2 separate regions of the Mus musculus genome follow, and region 2 is linked to region 1. A link is a contact called in public Hi-C data. All regions are on one chromosome and are shown on one strand. The core of a region is the stretch at or near the end of the contact, and the rest is flanking DNA. Distances in the headings are between cores, read along the strand shown.

What was found. A called contact is a pair of places that touch in the nucleus more often than the background predicts.
Region 2: a contact with region 1 is called in a Hi-C map of regulatory T cells, with 2.6 times the contacts expected there. The contact joins two enhancer-like sites. A contact is called at or near these places in 1 of 484 Hi-C or Micro-C datasets (regulatory T cells) and 3 of 115 datasets of contacts at active chromatin or transcription factors (CD8 T cells, bone marrow-derived dendritic cells and microglia).

What each region holds. Positions count from the first base shown.
Region 1 is chr10:98,783,063-98,789,531 of GRCm38.p6, forward strand. No RefSeq gene overlaps it. Among named protein-coding and RNA genes, the nearest start is that of Gm40750, 21 kb to the right of the region's middle. Within about 2 kb of position 2,514, at least 30 of the 459 cell types and tissues checked have an H3K27ac peak or open chromatin away from gene starts, as enhancers often do. A contact at or near this core is called in regulatory T cells, where this site is marked.
Region 2 is chr10:98,972,407-98,978,875 of GRCm38.p6, forward strand. All of the region lies in intron 2 of Atp2b1 (ATPase, Ca++ transporting, plasma membrane 1), which reads left to right. Among named protein-coding and RNA genes, the nearest start is that of Atp2b1, 60 kb to the left of the region's middle. Within about 2 kb of position 3,600, at least 21 of the 459 cell types and tissues checked have an H3K27ac peak or open chromatin away from gene starts, as enhancers often do. A contact at or near this core is called in regulatory T cells, where this site is marked.

The sequences.
Region 1 (6,469 bases), core at 1,264-3,763:
TCATCAGAGAGGAGGGAGCCTCAGTTGAGGAAATGACTCCATGAGATCCAGCTATAAGGCATTTTCTCAATCATTGATCAATGCGGGAGGGCCCAATCCATTGTGAGTGGTGCCATTCCCTGGGCTGGTAGATCTGGGTTCTAGAAGAAAGCAGGCTGAGTAATCTATGTGAAGCAAACCAGGAATCTGCACTCCTCCATGGCCTCTGCAGCAGCTCCTGCTTCTAGGTTCTACTCCCTCTTGAGCTCATCTCCTGACTTTCTCGAATGATGGAGTATGCTCTAGAAGTATAATAAACCCTTTTTTCCCCAAGTTGCTTTTTGGTCATGATGTTTCATTGCAGCAATAGAAACCCAAGGATACTAGGTATAATAATCCACTTACGTAAATTCAGTCCTCTGTGGAGAGCCGTGCCGCGAACAATCGTGTGCGTGCCGTGAGCAATCACCATTCTAAGATGGCGCTGGCTTTCACTGCGCCTAACTAGTAAACAAGCCTTATGTGCAAGTGCAAGAGTGAACTCACACCTCGTCACTGCCCATCTCGCGGCGTAGCAATGGGGTGATGGGCGAGTAACGAATCAGGAGCTGTCACGCCACATCAGGTGCTGAAACGTCACGTTGCGGGCTATATAAGCAGCACCATTTTCCCAGTTCGGGTCTTCCCTCCTGATAAGTAAGCAATAAAAGCTTTGCTGCAGAAGATTCTGGTTGTCCTGAGTGTGTTCTTGCCGGCGGGGACAAAAGCTAGGGATAGTCCTCAAAAAATTGAGGCAGGAAAACCATGAGTTCAGAATCAACCCAGGCTACATTGAAGGCTAGCCTGAGCTACAAAGCCAAAATAGTACAAAATAGTACAAAATAGTAACAACTATTGTTGTCCAGCAACAGCAGCAAAAAAATATATGTAAGTCTGATAGCTTTAGTGATATTGATGGTATGTCAATTTTCTCCACCTCATTATGATTGGTCTTATCAAATACTTTATGTGTTGTGTGATTGTCACTGTCAATCCACACAGGAAGGCTTTTCTTGTTGGCCTTACCAAAGTGTCTTTGTTTCAGCAATGCATTTGGAACTCAATTAATACTACTCTACTTTAACTCCTAAGAAAACTGTCACTAACTTAAGCTTCTTCTGTTAGGAAGTAGTTATGTAAGCAGCATTAATAATGTGTCTAAAAGCCAACTGCAAAATAGGCCAATTTCATTTCCCTGATTTTATAAAGATGCACACGAGATTACAGCCATGGCTCCCACACTTACTATCTTAATTATCTAGAAGTCTTTGTTGTGTCATTAGCCCTTATCAATCTACATATAATACCAGCATAATGAAATGTACCAAGCCCTTGTTGGATCCAAAATAGTAGTGTTCTGGGAGTAGTCTAAACTATTAAGATGTGGCGTCTAGGTAAGAGCACTTACTAAGACTCTTAATGGAAGGTACTGAGACCTGACAGGAATAGGAACTTTCCTACAGCTGGAGGAAGTTAAAACAGAATTCATGCAGTGCTGGACCAACATCAGGGAACTTATATCCAATACACACAAGTCAAAGAGAGTTGGAAAACTCAGTAAAATACATGGGCACGCACCCATTCTATCATGCATTCCTCAACAAATTTTCAATTGTGTGATTATACTTTGAGTGTGCACATGTCAGCAGACATATTTACTTACAATCAAGTCAAACAAAAGAATCAGGAGAAGACAGACCCTTTTGGGGCACCATGGATTCCATTTGTCCTGATAGAGTCAGTCACATGGCTGCATTGAACATCAATTTCTTCATCTTTTGAGTTATACAGCCAATGATGTTACAGGAAGGCACTTATAACCAAGTCTGCCACAGCTCCCCATTCTTTTCCAACACTGACTGCCCTTGACTTTGATTTTCTTCTAATAGCTCATGGTGTTCTGTTTTTCTTCAGACACGCGGCTTTTATAAAAACAATAATATTTCTGTTTATCACATAGGCTTTATGTAATCTCTTCTTTAGCTTTTTTAACAAACACATAAAGCCAGAGATATAAAAGATAAGAAATCAGAATCTAACTGGGGATGGTAGACCATACCTGTAATATTAATACTTAAGAGGTTAAGGTAGATTGTTCATGTGTTTCTACATTAATTTGATATTATTGTTAGTTGAAGTCCAGCCCAAGCTACCTGAGACTCCCTGAAAACAAAGGCAAAGAAATATATGAACCACAGCAAATAAAGAAGAGGAGGTTTCGAGTGAGATTCCAAAATTAGATGCAACTTGAAAGAATATCATAAGATCAGAAACAAACAATATTTACAGGTTTTCTTGTGACTATGTATACTTTAAAATGAAAAGCTTACAAGGCACATGAAAAGAAAAAAATCTTAAAGCAGAGATAACCTTGTCTCAGATATAAACCCTTAGCATTCAGTATTTTCCTTCCAATGTTTTTAACTACTGACAATCACACCATCCTCATGGGACCACACCTTGCTTTTTTTTCTGCGTTTGTTTTGTAGCAACCACTTCCTGCATTACCAGGCATTATTTTAAAACATTACTTTTAACAGCTGCCAGTTATACATGTCAGACTCTGAGTTTAACCACACCACACACACACACACACACACACACACATATATATGTAATTACTTTTCCTTTCACCCAATCTCAATTTTTTACCTCAAGCAGAACTGTAGTTGATAAGTATAATGCATTTTACTTAGAAATAACATTTGGACCAATGTACTTTTATAATCTTTATATAATGGACATTGAGGAGAAAAAAAATGAAGGAGAATGTCTTAAAATAGAATGCTAGCATGGAATTATGTCATCTTTAATGAGTTATCATATGATATAATAATGCAACTGTAGTTCTAAGAAAATCACCTTAAGGAAGCTGGAGAGTATTTACTTAAGACACAGATGGGAATTAAACAGTCCAAAGGCTGTGCTCTTTCCAAAACACTGGCAAAGCTGAGGCCTAAATGGTCTCTGGAAAGTGTCTATTGTTCTAATAAAGTGCCATATTTCATGAACATCGAATTTCAGAGTGACATCTGGGTGAGAAAGTTGGTAAGGAACCCATCCCATGCACAGCTTGAGCTCCAGGATGCTAGCAGGATCCGCAGAGTACAAGGATGGTCGACAGAGGTGAGGAAGCCTGAATGGAAATTCTCTTCTTCAAACCACAGATACTGCACATTTCTAAAAGGTGTTAGGGAAACCACCTTCATTGCTATGTAGCAGGATTCCCCTAGAAGACTCAGTAGCACTCTTTGATAACTTCACTGTCCCTCTGCTACCCACCTTCATTGGCTGCTATGTGTTCCTTTTGTGATATGCAAACAATTTCCTAGACCGAGATCTTTAATGTCACACCAGGTGAACCATACAATTCTACTCCATTATGACCTTTGCAATGGTGTCCTGTTCCAGTACCTCCCAGAAGACATACTTCACACATGGTAGGTGTCTTAGTCAGGGTTTCTATTCCTGCACAAACATCATGACCAAGAAGCAAGTTGGGGAGGAAAGGGTTTATTCAGCTTACAATTCCATACTGCTGTTTATCACCAAGGAAGTCAGGACTGGAACTCAAGCAGGTCAGGAAACAGGAGCTGATGCAGAGGCCATGGAGGGATGTTCTTTACTGGCTTGCTTCCCCTGGCTTGCTCAGCCTGCTCTCTTATAGAACCAAGACTACAAGCCCAGAGATGGTTCCACCCCTTGATCACTAATTAAGAAGATGCCTTACAGTTGGATCTCATGGAGGCATTTCCTCAACTGAAGCTCCTTTCTCTGTGATAACTCCAGCTGTGTCAAGTTGACACACAAAACCAGCCAGTACAGTAGGAAAGCACACAACTGTTAGTTGGTAGACTCAACTAAATAATAGTGTGAGAACATTTAAAAGAATTAATTCATCTCTGTTGCAGTTGTAAAACACTGGACAGTTCCTTCTAATGTCTCATAGACTCTCTCCCTGTGGTCCATCAAATCTTGACCAACACTGTAGTATATAACACAAAGCATTGTAAACAAATACTCAGAGAACAACAGAAAATAGACCAAATAAGATGACGAAAGTGGATTATTAGAAACACACTGGACAATTGGCCTGGAGACAGAACAAAAGCCAGAAGATAGAAAGAAATGAAGACAGTCACAGAATGTAGAAAAAAAGAAAAACAGGACAAACTAAGGCATAGTTCAGGAGAACAGGAAGGTAGGTGCTAACAAGAAAGAAAACCAGGGGTCATTATAGAGCTTAAAAGACAGAGACTATCTTTTTTTATTATTATTTTATTGGATATTTTATTTATTTACATTTAATGTTATCCCCTTTCCCTGTTTCCCCTCCAGAAACCCCCATCCCATCCTCCCTGCCTCTATGAGGGTACTCACCCACCCACCCACCCACTCCCACCTCCCTGCCCTAACATTCCCCTACACTGAGGCATCGAGTCTTCCCATGACCAAGGGACCCTCCTCCCATTGATGTCCAACAAGGCCATCCTCTGCTACATATGCAGCTGGAGCCATGAGTCCCTCCATGTGTACTCTTTGGTTGGTGGTTTAGTTTCTGGGAGCTTGGGGGGGGAGGGTCTGGTTGGTTGATATTGTTGTTCTTCCTATGGGTTACAAACCCCTTCTGCTCACTCCTTCAATCCTTTCTCTAACTCCTCCATTGGGGACCCCGTGCTCAGTCCAATGGTTGACTGCAACCTGACAGAGACTATTTTAAAACTACCACTAGGCCTGCCTTTGACAAGAAAGCATTCTTCGCTTCCCTGATAAATCAAGATCTGCAGACTACCATATAGGAATAGAATCAAGCAGCTGAGAAAATTCCATTTGGTTTGGTAAACTAGCATCCATCCAATCTCCTAAAATCCAGGAATGCCTATGGCCTAAGGATTTAGGACTCTTCCCTTTTATGCACCTTACTCTGGCCTCCCTGGAGGTTAGAGTTCTTTTAGCCTAACAGTTGTGATTGATGTATGTTCCTTTCTTTTAGTTCCTGGTTGAAAGGACTCCCTGGATAGCTACCTTCTCTATGCATTTCACTTCTTTCTGCAGAGAAATCGCTGGGAAAGAACAACCCTGGAACAAGGCTTTGATGTCACCTCTCCCTTTGGATCAGGGCAGGTCTCTTTCTTTCCCTTTCCCAGGTTGGAAGGATAGGATGTGTTTAAACTGTTTGTGACCCCTCTTCCTGTCACCCTTGATAGGAGGAGACACAGGGAAGCAAACAGGGAAGCTTGTACTCCAAGGACCAAAAGCACAGTGGATTTCTTCCCAAACCTGCCTGCTTTTTCCAGGAACGATTGTGTTCATGGGGCCATGGGTCATACCTCAGAGCTCAGGCTAGCCTTACCTTGATCCCCTCATCCTTCCCAGAAACTTGGCATGGGCTCTTTTTCCCTTGCCATTTTGTTTACAACAAAAAACAATTTTGAGTCCTTTCTATCCACTATACACAACTGACACTCTCCTCCTTTTCAGTAATAAAATTTCCCATTTTATGCTTGTTTATATATATATGTGTGTGTGTGTGTGTGTGTGTGTGTGTGTGTGTGTGTGTGAAAAAGGCAACCATAAGAGGATTAGAGTATATATTTAAAGGCACCAAGGAGAATTATTTGTATTGTAGGATGAATAACAAAACAACTACAATTATCAAGTTCTTATTAGGATATAAAATATTCCAGTCAGGCAGTGAAGATCTAGAATCCCAGCTACCCAGGAAGTTGAGGTCGGAGAATTAAACTTTCAAGGACTGCCTGGTCTACAGAGAGAATTCAAGGCTGCCATGGGCATCTTAGAGAGATCTTGTCTTGAAATATAAAGTAAAAACAAATGTGACCTGGGATGTAGCTCAGTGGTAGAGTTCTTGCCCAGCATGTATGAGACCCTAGGTTCAATACCTGTTCCCACCAAAAATAAGATAAGAAATAAACTCTGATATTCTGCTATGAATTTTTAATATAAACTATAGTTAATTGTCCCTAAACTATCTGTTGTATCTCTGACTCCATTCAACACTGACTTTATTTCCATTTTTACAAGCGAAAAACTAACAGTGATCATACAAATAGTGCCCTCTGGCATCAGACTCAGCTGAAAGCTCATGCGAATCTAATATTCATGCTCTAGCCAGAATTCTGTGTGGCTGCTTATGCTAAAGAACTCTGGACTTGCTGTCTGCGGCAGAAAAAAACCTGGCAAAGAAGGTGAATTTTGAAGGTGGATTTAACATGAGAGTTCATCCAGGAACAATCTAGTGACTCCTAAATGGCTGTGTATACAGTGGGATGAATTTGCTATGTTGGTACTAGTCTCAGTTTTAGTGAGGAAAGGAAAAGGAAAAGGAAAGCCCCACTTTGGTTGTCACCCTGGGAGGTAAGATGACATTTTGAGTCTTCATTCAACATCCTTCAAAGCTCCTATTGTAGGAATGGGTCATCCCTGGGTC
Region 2 (6,469 bases), core at 2,350-4,849, 190 kb after region 1:
TCATGATCACTTGGCCCATTGGCCTGGGGCTGGAAGGAAGCAGTAACTATTAGCAAGAGTACATGGCCAGGAAACTCAGGGAAGGGCCCTTTGGGAGGCATTCAGTAGCCAGGCTGTGGAGTTCCTCTCACACTGAGGCCCTTAGAAGCATGTCCTTCTGTCCAGGAAGCTGGGTTTCTTGCTTCCCCATTTTTCCTACCAGCTTACCACGTGGTCTCTAAAAAGGTACCATTTGAGTCCGTTCTCAGGAATACTACAAGTAGTTATTTGTAGACCAGTAGAACATGTTTGGGCCAGATGAAATTTTCCCATCCTTCTGATTAACTGTCATAATTCCTGAGAGGGGGATTGAAATTAAAAGTTCAGGGTAAAATGAAGGTGAGACTTGGAATGTCATATTTTTGCGGTATGTTTTAGAACAAGCATGTATCTCACGTTCCTCGGAGCTTTGTGCTAAAATAATCTGTTTATAACATCCTAACACCTAAAATTCTTTTAAACTGTTCTTCTCTCGTGTTTTACTTTCCTCTATCGAGTCTATTATTCCTGCTCTAAATCCCATTTCTCGGTCCGCTAACTTTCACGGTGGCTTCGGGTATCTTTTCTACCTTACCCCCGTTATCTTTCTTGTGCTTTGTGCTGGGTGGCAGAGAAGACTCTGCTGCAGGCTTCTGGATGCATGCCTCTAGCTCCCGTATCATATTTGTTATGTCGTAATACTGCACCAAACAAGGTATAAAAGTGAATTAATACAAATTAAAGACAGATGCTGAGTTACCGGGCGTGGCTTCGTGCGCCACAGAGGGAAGAAGTCAGGTGAAGCGGAGCTTTCTAAGTGATGATTATCAAAATGAGGCAAAAGAGGGGCTAAAGTAAAAACCAACAGGGGAAGCTAAAGACGTCATTAGGAACAGTGGCGGTGCATGATGGGAGGCAGGAGAGGCATAGCAGCTGTTGTCATTGGTTGCCTAGTTTCCATGTTTTAAGTGGCAGCTGATATTTGCTCTCCCTAGAAGTAAGTCTCTGGCACCTGTGTACTTTGACCTTGTCTCCATGTGGTGATACAGTTTAAGTCTTAGAGAAAATCGACCTTTCCCTAGGGATAAATCATTAGTGACTTAGGGGCTCTTAAAAAAAAAATGCTCTCATGCCCTGTGGTTTGGGCTCGGTTTTGCAGATTAGCACCAATGTTTGCATGGCTGTGGTGTGTTAGCATGTACGGTCTTGTGCTTCTGAGTTCCATGTCGCTCCCGCACAGCCTGGTCCGAGAAAAGGGTTGCTTGCCCCTGCAGTAGAGCATTGAATGCTTTCTCTGGTCACTTGTTTTCATTGCTTATAGATTTTTTTTTTAAGCTGTGTTAATTAGTTGTCCAACTCCGTAGCAAGCATATAACTTTAAAAGTCATACTTGAACCTGAAGTAACATGTCATTGGCTTTCTATTATGCTTCTAAGTTTCATTGTTAGGTGACAGTAGATCGAATTCCCTTTCTGTCTTCTGAACATATTCCTGGAGTTCTCCTTCTTGCTTCTGCATGTTCCTCCTCCCCCGTACTTTCCTGGTCTGCGGGTTTCTGGTGGTTGGTACAGCCTTCTGGGCAGTGCCATCCAAAAGCCTATTGATGATATCACAGGCCATCACCTGGGTGTTCATAGTTCCCATATGAACAGTTCCTGCCCAGGATTCTCCTTCGCCTTGAGGGTGGAGCCCAGTTCCTCATTCTTTTCCTACAACTCCGTTCCTGAACCTCTCTAAACCTTTCTGCTGAAACTGTCACCTGTGTGGCTGCCAAGTTAGAAACTTGAATGGCTTTGATTTCTATGTGAATTTTTTAAACCCATTCTGGTGTAGTCGTTAAGCCTTAGGAATTCTTCTTTCTTTTTACCCACGGTGTCTTTTTCTTTGTGCCCTGTGGGTAGGATCTACTGTCTTGTCTTTCAAAAATTGAGCTGGGGTAATAATTGGTGTCTCTGCCTGTCCTGTTTCTGGTCTTAAAGCCACCTATTGTTTAGCATTGCTTTTGAAATGAAGCTTAGACTTCTCCAGTAGACCTAGAACTCTCCTTGTGATCTGGTTCTAAGTTGATCCTTTTTCCTATCTTTGGTTCTTAATGTTTGAAGCAGAGAATCTTTCATTTTTCTTAAAAATGGTATGTCACGTTGTTAGCTCTTGTTTCTAGTCTTTTTAGTCTCTAGCATATTTTACCTCCACCTACAACACTATATAAGAAGAGTATCAAGATTGAGATACCAAAAATGAGTATATTGGAATTTCTTCACCCATCCCAGCCCTGTGAGTTTGGAGTCTATTTCTTTGTGTATACTCTCCTAGTGTCCCCTCCACTGCCATCTAATATGTAATACACTGGGTGTGTCTGATTATTAGTCATCCCTACCAAACTCTTGAGTCCTTTAAGGTCAAGAACCAGGGAAAGGCATCCTGCCCGACCCATCCTGTGTGCTTTGTACCTTCCCACAGTGCCTGGCACATGGGATATGGGAACGTGTATTTAAGTCTGACTTTAGATGGAAGGATCGAAAGTTTGAAGGTCACTGAGGGATCACCTTCTCCTTCAAAACTGAAACAGTGAAGAAGGATGCACATGAACACATTGCCATATACTCTTCAGTCTGTGTCCTTCTGTCCTATATAGGGAAGTCACCTTAACTGTTATACCCACCCACCCCCACCGCCACACAGGCATGTACACATATATACATCCATAGTCGCACAGTTCCTAGTTGTATGTGGAATGGATTATCCTTGATTCTCAGCCAAATATACCTGCATCAAACACTCTAGTAAACCACCACCACCACCACCACCTCCTCCTCCTCCTCCTCCTCCCCCTCCTCCTCCTCCTCCTCCTCCTCCCCCTCCTCTCCCTCCTCCTCCTCCTCCTCTCCTAAGTTAGAAGCAACAATTGAGATGCAGTCGTCGATATTCCTTACAAGAGTCACCTTCAGCCAGCACCTCAGCAGGTCTTGGCTCTTTTCCTGGAGGATTGACCCATACCTTCATTCCTGATGGGTCTGCGTCCTTTGTCATCCTGCTTGGATTAGGCTGTTGTAGTTTCCCATTGACTTTAATCACAGGACATGGTAGTACTAAGAGACGCCCTAAGGGATCTCCTACACTCCAGACATAATCTTGCTTACCACCATTGTGAAGAGGTAATCCTCTTCACATTGGACTTGATATAATCGGTTTTGATTCTCTCTGCTCCAGTATAAGATGGTACTGTTACTCTGTCTTACCTGTTCAGCTGATCAGTTTCAGGCTACCTTTTTCTTCCCACCTAGGTGGATGCAGACATAGAAAGGTTATACATTTGGAGCCTTCTATGGATTGTGGTTGTCTGTTCTCTTCATGGAGCTAACTGTGCTTGACCTTGGCTGGTTGCCCTTGTGCCCTAAGCAGCCACGCCCACAGGACTCTGCAGAATTCTCCTGATAGTCCTTGATACATTATCTGAAATAATTTGCTACTTCTCTCATTTAAAACCCAGGAGCAGGTGTTTTCCTTGCTCCCCATGCTCTGCTCAGCAGTGGCAGCATCTTCCCGATGTCCGTCACACTGACACCCTCACGTGGATCCGTCCCCTTGCCTCTTCACAGGCCTTCCTCTAATAATATCCACACGTCCTGTATCGTCCTGTCATCTCTCTGTTCTCTTCATTTCCTTTGGTCGGTAACCTGCTTTGAAGTCTGCCACCCATCTTTGAGAAAACAAACAATACCCTCTCTAGCTCACCTATACTAATTTATTTCTCCCCACTGTATTACACTTCTAGGGGAGGGAGGGGGGAGTTCTACTCACTCCTTGCCATTGTCTCCTCAGTTCTTTCTAGCCAGACTTTCTTCCACATGTGCTGGAGGGGTCTCCTCAAGCTCATCATCTTTTGTTTAGTGAAAGAAAAATGGATCGTTTTCTGCCTGTATCTTGCTCAGCCCTCTCCCACTACCCCAGCATTTCCTGTAGCCAGCAGTATCATCTTTTAAGCCTCTTTCTTATGGAAGCATGTGTAGTGCTGTGTGAGCCTGCTTCCTTCTGTCCTGGGTTCTGTCGTAGCACATCCTTCATGTTAGCCTTCCTGCCTGCTCTCTAAGGATGCTCTCATCTGGCTGGTGTCTCCAGCCCAGAATCCTTGCATGTTGCTAGCCCTCTGCCTCTCTCAGACTTTGCAGAGAATTCTGAATATGACTAGCAGTCATCTTACTAGATACTGCCCCTTGTTTGCTCAGGTCTACAAAACAGAACTGTTAATTCCCCGTTCCCCTTCCACCAGCCCTGTGGGTCCCAAAGCCGGCCCGATCTTGGTAAACAGCTGCCACCCGTCCGCCCACTCGAGTGCACACGTGTTAGCCGTGATTTTCAGTTAAACCCACCAGCTTCAAACATTCCAGTAAACCTCCCCCACTCAAGTCCTTGTACCAAAAAAAAAGTTAAAAGTTGAGTCTAGATACCATTCTTTCTTTTTCCCTCTCCCTTTCATCCTACATCCTTCATTCCTCGCATTTGTCTGATCTCCTTCCAGGGTACCTGGCAGATCCAGTTACTCCCCTCTCTGCCTCTCCATCTAAAATCCAGAATCAAGCACTTCTGTCTCTCTGCACAGCACAACAGTCCCTTGACCGGGTTTTCCCCCTGGAGCACTCCAACAGAGCCATGTGAATGACCTTTCTAAATTACACATTAGTTATCACTTCCCCCCTTTAAAGCTGCCAGGTAGTTTCCATCACAGTTAAAGTGAATAATGATCATCTTTTATGTCCCCCCACAATCTTGCCTATCTTTTTTGACCCATTCTTCTTTCTTTGCTCCTTGATCACTGGACCTGAGCCACATTGCTTTGCTTCTGGTTCCTAAATCTTGTAACCCTTTGTTGATCTCTGGCTTTTGCGTCTGCGATGTTGAAAGGGCCTCCCTCCGGCCTTCTCATGACCGACTCCTCCTCCTCATTGGTCAGACTCATTCAGGTGGTAGTTTGTTAGAAAAGCTGATGTAGTCTACTCTGAATTCTAGGGGCCTCTGAAAAATCATTTTCCCTGAATTCCAGGTATCTTTTAAACATATCTGTTTGTCTCTCTCGGACATAATTTACACTTGCTGAGTGTAGAACTGGCCCCCAGTGTGTAGAACAGTGTCTGCTGTCTGGAAGTTGCTTGATAGTAAGTAACATCTTTGGACAACTCACAAAACTCTTTGCTTCATAATACCAAGATCATTAAATCTCTAATTCAAGTTTGTGTTCCAAATGGGCTTGACACTTCTAGCGTTCAAATTTGTAACTTGTCTCCACCCCCCCCCTTAGTGAACTTTACCCTGTAATTTTTTTACTTGCAGAGTTAATGCCTTCTGCTTTTTTCTTCTAAACAACCTTGTCGGTTATTCCAACAAATGGTACTGCTGCTCCCTCCAAGATGAGAAGTAAAACAAGATTTCAGGATGGGACCTGCGTCTTAGGTCTTCTAATTCTCCAGCAACTTCACGCTTGTGTGGTGTAAGCATGTGCTTAGGTGTGAGTGATGTTTAGAAAATCGCAGGGATCCTTAAAGCTACTTGCTTTTCTTGGTGCTCGCTTTAACTGTGTGGCTTTTCTTTTCAATAGTAACATAAAACATTGTAGCTAATAAAAGATAAAATTGTGATTATCATGGTAATATTGTTAGGTGATCAAGTTGTGTGATCAATGGAAATCTCCATTAGGGAAGACTTTTTAAAAATGTATACCCATTTCTTAGAAAGTGGAGAGCAACATGGAGCAGACAAGCATTTGGCCTTCTTCCTCCTTACTGTGAGGTCACCGAAGCAGGAGACGAAACAAATGACCCAGACTTACCAGACTCTAGTGTTCTCTTTCTTACTGTAGCCTTCTCTCGTCTTCGTTCTGGTGACTCCGTCTCAGAGTTGAGAGTGCTCCGAGGAAAGTTTTGGTTGAGTTGTCTTTAAGGCTTTCTGAAGCCTTGAAGTGTGACCATGTTACAGTTATTAGTGAGAAAATTCTCTGGAATCTTCTTTTGGTACATTCGACAGTGATGACTTCGGATCTACATGTTTGTTTCTTGTCCTAGTGATGCAGTCAGATATCGCTGGCTTTCTTCTTGGCTCAGCATTGAAATGAACGGAAGCACTGAAAACAAGAGCCTTCTCTTCTAGTAATGCCGTCCTTTCCTGATTTCTTTCTTGCCTTTCATAGATGGGATCCTACTAGATTTAAAAAAAAAAAAAAAGAAAAAATTTAAAAATTTAGAAAGTTTTGAATTAAGGTCTAATCTGACAAATTAGAGGGAGTGTTTTGGTACCTCTCCACCATCACTGTTCTTAAATAAACTAAAAGAAGGTGAGCTCTGTGGACAATCTGTTGCATTCCGAGCTCCACCACTGTGTTTGTGCACTTTCCGTTAGAGGATTCTTTCTGTATCTGTGTTTGTCCGGATGGATAAGATCAGACTGGGATGTGGTTGAT